Linked DNA regions of Mus musculus: region 2 is linked to region 1. Evidence: chromatin contacts called from public promoter capture Hi-C data. All regions are on one chromosome and are shown on one strand. Each heading gives the region's core, a stretch centred on a gene start, on an enhancer-like site or on the middle of the called end of the contact. The rest is flanking DNA. Distances are from core to core; before and after follow the strand shown.

Region 1 (5,258 bases), core at 1,549-4,048:
TGGAGGATAGAAGGCAGATGCGAAGCTGAGTGGAATGCCCTGAGAAGAACCGAGGGTCCATCATCTATGGCAGCTCGTTGGTTGGGAAGGACTTCTTCTAATGGAACACATATGTTGGGTGAAAACCACCCAGAAGCAGCAGTTGGAAACTCTCTCTCTCTCTCTCTCTCTCTCTCTCTCTCTCTCTCTCTCTCTGATGTGATGTGATGTGCATCTGAGTGCAGGTGCCTTTGGAGACTAGAAAAGAGCCTTTGATCCCCTGAGCCTGGAGTTACAGGCCATTGCAAGCAAATTAATATAAATTCTGGGAATTGAACTCTGGTCCTCTGGAAGAGCTGTGTATGCTCTTAACCATTGAGCCATCTCTCTATTCCAAAGACAGATAACCTGTAACGCCTAGAGGAACCCTACAAGCTTGCAGGGGGTGGGTTGGGGGTTAGTAGAGGCTCTTCAATGGCAGGTGACTGGTCCTCTGCCCTGTACTTCTAGAATTCCTCCTGGGAGAGTGATCCAGTATCTCGTGTGCTTATTCGTCTTATGAAATGAAGCTCTGGCCTTATTGAGCAAGGCCACTTTAGACAGTAGAAACTGTAATTCAAAAACCAGTTACTAAGCTCAGGCAGGGGTAGGATTTGAACTTCTCTTTCCCTTTGGCATCCATCCCAGCCAATAGAATCAGCAGTGTGCTTGGACCAGACCCAGATAGCAGGAGGCTTGAAGATTTAAGGGGCCTGTGTTTTCTCTCTTCTTCACCCATTTCCTGACCTCTACCCTGGGAGGGTATAATCAAAACATTAAGAGGAAAGAAAGTCACTATTTTATCATAAGTGACTTCCACTACTTATGAAGCACCGTCCCCTGCCTTCCCCCCACCCTCCCCCTCCTCCCCCTTAAACGATGAGTACTCTCTGGGATTTGCCTTAAATTGCAACAAATGAATCTCTAAATTTTCACAAAGAGCTAATTTCCTAAAATTTAATTAATGCAATATTGGGAAACTTTAAATCCTTTCCTGAAGGAAATGGGCTTCACCCCCAAAATGGGCTTTATTCTCCCCACACTTTGAACCTAGCATCTTCTCCCTCTCCCCACTTCCTGCCTTTAAAAAATTCAATTACTGAATTAGAAACGTGAAAATGTTTGGATGAGCCCTGCAGAAACTGTAGGAGCTAAGGCGTCCCTCAAGTACAGCAAGAAAGCAGTGGAAAGCTTGTCTTTAACGTAGGAAATCCAGAGCAATGAGACCCCAACCCAAGACAAGACTAGACTCGGTCATAATAGCAAGGGTGGAGACTCACAGCTTATGCGTGGTTCAAACCAACAGATGCCTGAACTTGAAAAACGGTCATTTTGGGGGTTACTTTCTAGATAGGCCAGGAAAGGGATCTTCCCCGCCCCAAGACTGGATGGGTGACAGCTGTGTCCCCTCCCCCACCTCAGAGCATAAATGTGGATCGATGATGTCATAACTGTTTACTGCGGGGTAAACAATGAAATGAACTTTGTTAGGACCGAATCCTCCCTTTGAGCTCAGATGATGTGTGATCAGAGGTTAAATTTGCATTAGACGCGGGCACCTCAACAGGTCGCATTTTGGAAAGCCCTCTCCGCATCCTTTTTGTGTGTGTGTGTCTCTCATTTCGCTTCAGGAATATATTGGGGATCCTGGAGAATAATGGGTAGGTGTCTCAGGCTGTTTATGTTTATTGTTTAGGTGAAATCAGTGCACTCACAGAGCCCGCAGAATAAAAGCATTCAGGAGCAGTGAGGCTCCGGTCCGGTCCGGTCCGGCTCACCCTGCAATACATCATCTCTAAGGAAAGCAGAGAGGGGGCAAACGAACGCGCACAAGCAGCAAACGCCCTGGTTCCTACGCTGCCGCCACTACTGTTAGCTGTGGCGGCTGCTTCTCCACGGACAACAGCAATCGAGTATGTGTGCGAGCCCCGACACATAGCCTGCTAGGTACCCACCCACCCATCTTCCATAGTCCCTACTGTGTGCCAGGTTCTGGGTTGGGTATCCAACTCTGCTACAGTCCAAAGCTTCTCTTTCTCTTTCCCCTGCCTATGGTGGGTGCTGTTGGTGAGGACATTCACTCTCGAAAGGGCCAGAAAGCTCAAGCTCAGAACCTGCGCGATCCGCACCCCGGGAGGCAGCAGGTCTTGGGCAGCCCAGGAGCGCGCGTCTACGCGGCCGCGCGGGGTCCCCCTGTCTGGCGCTCAGGTGGCTTCGCCGCCCACTCCGCCGCTCCCTTCCCCTCCCCTCTCCAGCGAGGGTCGAGTTCGGCTGTTGCGCGCGGGGAAGGAAGGAGGGGCTACGAGGGATTTGAAAGTGCTCAAGCTGCGGAGTGGAGCTCGCTTCTGTCCCCGCCGCCCGCGAGCGGATTAAATTTCTGCAAATTCAAACTGAATGGGGCTTTCTTCTGCTGCCTTCCAGAGGGCGCCTGCAGCCCGCCGCGCGCTCCTCTCCGGCGGGAGCGGCCCCGGGGAGCACCGCTGAGGACCCGGCGGGCCAGAGGGCGGCGGCGCCCGGGCTTGGGGGACTCCGCCACCGGACTGTGCCCCTCTCGGACCAGCAGCCGCTGTTCCCTCTCACAGCCGATCGGGGCACCAGACGGGACCGCGGGCGCGATCTGGGCGATCGATCCTCGGAGGACGAACTTCTCGGGGGCGGGTCCCCGGTCGCCCGGTCGCCAGCTATTGTCTGCGCGCGGCGCTAGCACAGAGGCGCGGGGGGCGTGAGCACAGAGACCCGGGCCGGGCGGGGCCGGGTCCAGGGCGGCGGCAGGAGGAGCCAGGGCAGCCCCGGGAGCCGGAGGAGGAGCGGCTGCGAGCGCGGGAGCCGAGCGAGCGCGATGCCGGCAGCGGCGGGGGACGGGCTCTTGGGCGAGCCGGCGGCACCGGGGGGCGATGGAGGCGCGGAGGACACGACCAGGCCGGCGGCGGCCTGCGAGGGAAGTTTCCTGCCCGCCTGGGTGAGCGGCGTGTCCCGCGAGCGGCTCCGGGACTTCCAGCACCACAAGCGCGTGGGCAACTACCTCATCGGCAGCAGGAAGCTGGGAGAGGGCTCCTTCGCCAAGGTGCGCGAGGGGCTGCACGTGCTGACGGGAGAAAAGGTGAGCTGGGGTGCGCGGGCCTGGCGGGAGGACCCGGGAGCACTGTCCCGCGAGCACTCAGCCTGGCTCTCCAACCCAGTGTGGCTAGACGCACGCTCAGGCTCTCCTAGTGGGCCACCGGGCACCTACTGATGGATGATGGTGGTGATGGGCTCACGTTCGTGGGGTGGGGTACCCGGGCAGATAGATGTACCCGCGAAGCTACCCCGCACCGTCTTTCTGTTTTGTTTTGGAAGGGTGCCGCCTGGCGGACGCCAGGGAAGGGAGGGGAGAGGTGGCGGTGGAGGGTCCTGCGGTAGGGGCATGGATCAGTGCAGAGGCGGGAACTAGATCCAGGCTGGGGTTCAGCTTTGCCTGTGGAATGTGCGGCGGCGGGAGAGCAAGGCAGCCAGTCTGAGGTTGCTTAGAGTTTCATCCCTCCTGGGCTCAGGCGAGGACGTGGAGGGGAGTTGGGGCCCTGTAAGCTCCCCTCTCCCCCCGTGTGGGCTGGGGCAACTGTTGGAGTAACGATCCTGCTTTTGGCAGGTGCAGAACTACACAGGCCCTGGACTCTAGAAGTTTGCAGATACCTTTTCATCTTTCTAGAAGACAGTAAAGGAAAGGGGCCCCTCCCCCACACCCGGAGGGACTCTACTTCGACCTAATTAGAAGTGAGAGAGTGAACTCTTGCCAGGCCGGGTGCGGGCAGATCTCAGGTGTTAACTTAGATTTGTGAAAAGAAACCCAAGAAGCTGACTTACTTTTGAGGCTGGGTGGCCTCAGGCAGGGAATTGCTCTGGGCTGCCAAACTGGTATCTTTGTAGGGACCCAATACTCTAATCACCCAGGCTGGGGGTTGTCCGCGCGGGCGGAGGAGGGGAACTCAGCCGGTCCTAGCAGCAAATAGCCCAAGGGCCAAGCCCTCGGGCCTGCTGCTCTGGGTTTCCTTGCCCAGCCTAGGGGTTTGTGACAGTGATGAACTGTGAGAAGTCTGGTGACAGGCCAGGGCCACCACACTAGTCATTTTCTAGCCTCTGGATACCTTTGATTTCCTCTTGGTTTCTGTTGTCCTGGAAACCCCTACATTTGAGCACTGGGTTCCATCACCCTTTGACTTTATCTTCTTTTTCTGTAGCCATTCCAAGTGGGGTGCCCCTTTATACTGGGTAAGCAGGGTTAGACCGAGCAGTCATTTTCAAGTGTCTCTTGCCCGAATTTCCAAGCAAAAAAAAAAAAAAAAAAAAAAAAAACACCCACAAAAAACAAAAAAACAAAAACAAAAACAAAAAACAAACAAACAAAAAAAACCCAGCATTCAGTATGAACTCACATTAGCTCTTCAAAGGAGAAACTCTTTAGACCCGTCCTAGTTGTTCTCAGTGGAGTAAGGGAATATTTATTTACTTTTTGGTGCGCAGTGGGCTGTCTGCCGGACACACATCAGTGATGCAGACTGATTTCAGGGAGCTCATTTCTGTTCTGGCAGGGAGAGGCGAAGGACTTTGCTCTCAAAATCTAGAGGATTTAGTCTGGCTATGCACATCACCTCTCTAAAGAGATCAGAACTTCTTAGAGCTTTTTGCCATGTTGGGCTGGACCTCAGCTCCTCACTAGGGCAGTTTTGCCCCATGGGATAATACTTTTGTCCTTGGCTGCACTGCCTGGGGTATTCAGGGTTCAGCCCTGATTCAGTTCTGGACTCCTGTGTTAGCTCCTGCCTAGCAGGAATAAATACAGGGAGGTTTCTGCCCAACTGGGGTCTAGATGAAGGGTCTCATTTCCTCCTGTCTTTATGATGGCTCAATTCATCTTTGCATTGAGAGGAGGATTGTTGAATATAAGGTTTTTTCCCCCTGGACCAGTTGATCAGATCTAGTTAAAGACCATAGTTGTCAATGCAGAGGCCAGGGATGCAAACCTTGGTCATTCCTGCAATGCTTTTCTTTAACCAGGAGGGACCTTTCTCTGGGGACAACAGAGTATCAGGGAGGGACCTGGATATTAGCTCCTTCAACGGTGAGCTTTAAAGAAACAGTGGTGCTATTCATAGCTTTTATCTCCCTAACCCTACACCTTTAATGCTTAACTAATAGATGTGGGTTTTAGCTGATTATAGAGATGAGAAGGAGAGGGGGAGGGGAGAGGGCTAGGGGGAGAGGGA
Region 2 (4,857 bases), core at 1,963-4,462, 530 kb after region 1:
ATCAGTGCTGCCTGCCATCTCCCTTTCTCTGTCCCCTGAGAGGACCATGAAAAACTAAAAGAACCCAAGGACAGGCCAGAGAAACACACCATCTTCTGGAGGCGAAAGAATATTCTGGCAACATAAAAGACCCACGGCCAGGGGTGAGCTTAGCCTCAGACATCACCTCTGACTATCTATCTATCTATCTATCTATCTATCTATCTATCTATCATCTATCTATATCTATCTATCTATCTATCTATCTATCTATCTATCATCTGTCATCTATCTATCCATCCGTCTGTCCGTCTATCTATCTATCTATCTATCTATCATCTGTCTGTCTGTCTGTCTGTCCGTCCATCCATCCATCCATCCATCTATCCATCCACCCATCCATCCGTCTGTCTGTCTGTCTGTCTGTCTATCTATCTATTTGTCTGTCTGTCTATCCGTCCATCTATCTATCTGTCTGTCTGTCTGTCTGTCTGTCTGTCCGTCCATCCGTCTGTCCGTCCATCTGTCTGTCTGTCTGTCTGCCTGTCTATCTATCCATCCATCTGTCCATCTATCTATCTATCTATCTATCTATCTATCCATCCATCCATCTATCCATCCGTCTATCTGTCTGTCTGTCTGTCTGTCTGTCTGTCTATCTATCCGTCCATCTGTCTATCATCTATCTATCTATCTATCTATCTATCATCTATCTGTCTATCATCTATCTATCTATCTATCTATCCACCTGTCCATCTATCCATCTCTCTCTATCTGTCTGTCTATCTATCTATCTATCTATCTATCCATCTGTCTCTCTAAAGCTTGAGGACAGTTTTCCTAAGTTTCAAAGAAACAACCAGAGGGTGGGCTGAATCTCAGCTGCTGTTTGGAGGAGGAAGAGAGCAAATCATGTCAGCAGCCACATCACAGAAGCTGGGGTGTGGGGCAGGAGCAGGTGGGGTTGGGGAGTCACTCTGTAGAAAAAGAGGGAGAAAGCCCAGAGTGTCCAGAACAGCACAAGTATCTGAAAGAAGGAAAAAGATATAAAGAAGAAAAAGAAGAACTTGGACTTTTCTAAGGGAGAGGAGCATGAGCAGGCCGTGACTCCTGGAACAGTCGCCTTGCCTAACTTCAGAGAATAAGCCGGACGCACAGTCAGATATCACACTGTCCCGCTCTTGTGTGAAGGTGAAACTGTCCATATCAGACACACTGGGAACAGGGGGGCTGCTATCAGAGCGTAAGGAGCTTAGGAGGGCTGGGAAAGGTGGTTATAGTGACAGCAAGCTCCAAGCTGTCTCGACTGGCTAGGAGAAAGGATTTCCCATGTCTGTACCATGGAGATGCCACGTTGGAGGAGAAAGACATCTCTAGCCCATTTTAAATATTGCACTGTGTGTATATGTATCGAGACATCTCAAAGTACCTCATTCCCGTGATGACAGCTGTTTCTCCTACTCTATCAGCTAAAAGCAGGTTTGAGCCCGTGTTACTCTGCCTCAGGCTTCCCTAGAACTTGTCATCCCCCTGCCTTAGCTTCCGAAGCGCTGTGACATAACAGGTACCACCTCACCTGCCCTGGAGTGTTATTTAATAACTAATAAGAATAATAAAGATCGTCACCCCCATGTGCTTGATCTTGAGAGCCTGGAATTTGCCAAATTCCAGCTCAGTCCGGTTAGGAAACTAAAATTGACTCTCTCTCTCTTTTTTTTTTTCTGTTGTTGGTTTATGCACAGCTTATTTCAATCTCTTTTTTTAAAAAATATTTATTTACATTTCAGCTGTTCTCCCCCATCCCCTGTCCCTCCTCCCACAGTTCCTCATCCCATTCTTCCTCCCCCTTGCCTTGAAGAGGGTGCCCCCCCCCAATTGACCTTCTTAGGGAGCTACTGCAGCCATGAGTCCTGCGAGCATTTTAAGATGGAGTTAGGCTCACCTTTGCAGGGATGTCAAGTCCACAACAGATGCTCTTCAGCGGAGCCCTGTTTCGCAAGGTTCCCAATCTTTTTTTTTTTTTTTTTTAAAGGTAGCTCACAGCCTTATTACATTTCTTTCAAATTGCTTCAGCAGAAAATGCAATTGAGAACTTATCTTGGGGTAGAAATACTGTCTTTGCCTCTTCCTGTAAGTGGCCAGAAGTGATCTGTCAAGATGGTTCGCTACTCTCTTGACCCAGAAAACCCCACAAAATCATACAAACCAAGAGGTTCGAATCTTCATGCTCACTTTAAGAACACCCAGGGAACTGCCCGGGCCATCAAGGGTCTACATATCCTCAAAGCTACTTAGTATCTGAAGGATGTCACTAAAGAAGCAATGTGTGCCATTCCGGAGGTGTGATGGTGGAGTCCGTAAGTGTGCCCAGACCAAACAGTGGGCTGGACACAGGGACGGTGGCCAAAGAAGAGTGCTGAATTTTTGCTGCACACGCTTAAAAATGCAGAGAGTAATGCTGAACTCAAGGGTTTAGACGTAGACTCTCTCGTCATTGAACACATCCAGGTGAGCAAGGCACCTGAGATGCGCCCACGAACCTCCAGAATCTCATGGCTGGATTAACCCATACATGAGCTCCCCCTGCCACAGTGAGATGACCCTCACTGAGAATGAACAGATGGTTCCAAAGCCAGAAGAGGAGGTCGCACAGAAGGAAAGATATCCCAGAAGAAATTGAAGAAACAAAAACTCATGGCATGGGAATAAATTCAACATAAAATAAATGCAGATAAAGTTTAAAAAAAAAGAAAGAAAGAAAGAAAGAGAGAGAGAAAAGAGAAAAGAGAAAAGAGAAAAGAGAAAAGAGAAAAGAGAAAAGAGAAAAGAGAAAAGAGAAAAGAGAAAAGAGAAAAGAGAAAAGAGAAAAGAGAAAAGAGAAAAGAGAAAAGAGAAAAGAGATACTGTCTTCCTGCTTTCAAGGGAACTGCCCGTGATATCAGGAGCTTAGGCTGGCAGGACAAAGAGAGGAAAGCTGGTCACTTCCTATTTCACAGGAGCCACGGATTCGCCCTTCTTCCCCCGTTCCAAGCTTTTGACTTCACTGAGTCAAAACTGAGCGCTTTCAAGCAAAGGAAAGCAGAGCCTGCCATTTCCTTCAGAGTCAGAGTCCAGCTCAGGAAGGACAAGGGGAGGCGGGAGGGGACTCGTGTTCAGATGACTAAGCACGGATCTGACCTGGAAAGGACCCGTGTCCTTTCTGCAGAAGGGAGGGAGGCCAATTAGGGGCATGTATGAACAAATGACATTACCTCACTAAGAGAAAGGGGAAATCTCCCTCTGTGCTAACAATGAACTCCAGAGAAAACGTGTTAACTAATCTACGAAGAATTTGCCAACCCGGTGAGCTGCCTCCCTGCCCTGAGCTCCCAAGCTTCTGTCTTTAGAACTTGACCTCTGACCCAGTGCCGCTGAACCCTGAGGAAGTCAGGTGGGTGCCGGTCAGCTGAGGGGACATCGCAGGAGCGGACCAATTTTCCTCTGGAGTCTCCTTTCTGTCACGCAGCTTGTACACAGAGATAAAGTCTCCTTGTTGTATTTCATTTGTTTATTGTGTATGTGCCCGTGCCACGGTGTGCGTGTGGAGGTCAGATGCCATCTTCCATCAGGTGATGCTAGGTGTCCTCAACCACTGAGCCATCTCGATGGCCCTGGGATACTTTTTACTGAAAATGAGTTGGGAAGAAAAAAAATGATAAAGATGCGTTGTGTTGCCTTTGTAGGAGGTAAATGTTAAGGCTGTAATCAGATCATGACCATTATGGGATGGCTCCAGAGAGGATGCATCCCAGCACCAGTATTTCTGCCCCTTTGGGAAGGACAAACTCCCTGGAGGCTCTTCTTAGCTGGCTCTCCCCACGATTCTCTCAGAGTTCTGGTGGGTCTACAGTCTCACTTGTTGCTACTGGTATCTCGGAGTTGCTAGCCCTGGATTGCTTCATTATTCCATTGCTGTGGTTCGAGCCCTAAAGCATGCACTTTGCCAGTCAGTCTCTGTTCCAAAGGAAGTCAGCCCCCTGTAGCAGAACCATCAGGGGCAGCCTCTGTCTCAGAGCACAGCTTCTCCCCAGTGCCCGGGAGCAGAGACAGGGCACCTTTTTCCGAGTGGCACCGTCCTGGGAGAGGGCTGAGGTCGGTCCCTGGTCTTTTCACTCTTCCTGTTTGTGACCTGAGCCCCAAGGGAGCTTGCCTGAGGATGGTGGAGACCTCAGGACTTAGCCCAACGCCTGGGAGGTGTGGATGGGTTAGGGAGTGAGTCCTGGTCTCTCAGCCATGACCATCCAATGTAGGGTTTCTGTAGCACGGAGCAACATGGGTTTCCAGTTGCTTGCCCTTAATAGGATGAAACTAGAGCCCTACAATGGGATCTGGGGGAGAGGGAACCTTTGTCTTCCTGGTCGCAGCTGCCCAGGGTGCAGTTCCAGTCACAGGGAGCTGGGAGGATCGCATCAGTGCCCCATGCCACAGGCTGACCCTGTTCGGACTGAGAGCAGTAGGCTTTTTTTCTTGGAAATGTTTTTCCATTTACCGCGCACCCTCAGGGCAATTTCCAGTGGCTTTTAAGTGATGTTTTGTGGTTTTGTGTAGTCTTCAACAGTCACACAAACAGTTGCTTCAGAAGCAGCGAGTGCGGGGAGCTTCTTAAAAGGCCCCTAAAGCAGGACCTACGCCAGTCTGGGGAGCCCTGTGCTGCTGACCCTGAGCTACTTACTCTCGAAGTCCATGCAGACCCGAGGCCATGTTTTCTACCAGTTTTTCATTCCTTTCATGTCTAATGCTTGGGCATCAGGCACTAAATCTGGTGGTACTAACCCCACAGAGCAGCTCCTGGACTAGTTGTTCTTCCCCAACCTCTCCCGCTCCATTCTACTGGTCATC

The links. Promoter capture Hi-C pulls out the DNA fragments that hold promoters and counts their contacts.
Region 2: a contact with region 1 is called in a promoter capture Hi-C map of hematopoietic stem and progenitor cells, with 2.1 times the contacts expected there. The contact joins the enhancer-like site here to the promoter of Hunk in region 1. A contact is called at or near these places in 6 of 39 promoter capture datasets (the C10 cell line, cranial neural crest, hematopoietic stem and progenitor cells and 3 more), 1 of 15 datasets of contacts at CTCF or cohesin (large pre-B cells), 18 of 484 Hi-C or Micro-C datasets (the HL-1 cell line, adipose-derived mesenchymal stem cells, cerebellar granule neurons and 9 more) and 11 of 115 datasets of contacts at active chromatin or transcription factors (bone marrow-derived dendritic cells, bone marrow-derived macrophages, cardiomyocytes and 8 more).

Annotation. Positions count from the first base shown.
Region 1 is chr16:90,383,599-90,388,856 of GRCm38.p6, forward strand. Hunk (hormonally upregulated Neu-associated kinase) reads left to right here and starts at 2,799. Exons shown (of 11, transcript NM_015755.2): 1 at 2,799-3,118. The coding sequence starts at 2,858.
Region 2 is chr16:90,913,044-90,917,900 of GRCm38.p6, forward strand. No RefSeq gene overlaps it. Among named protein-coding and RNA genes, the nearest start is that of Cfap298, 19 kb to the right of the region's middle. Within about 2 kb of position 3,213, at least 50 of the 459 cell types and tissues checked have an H3K27ac peak or open chromatin away from gene starts, as enhancers often do. A contact at or near this core is called in the HL-1 cell line and hematopoietic stem and progenitor cells, where this site is marked.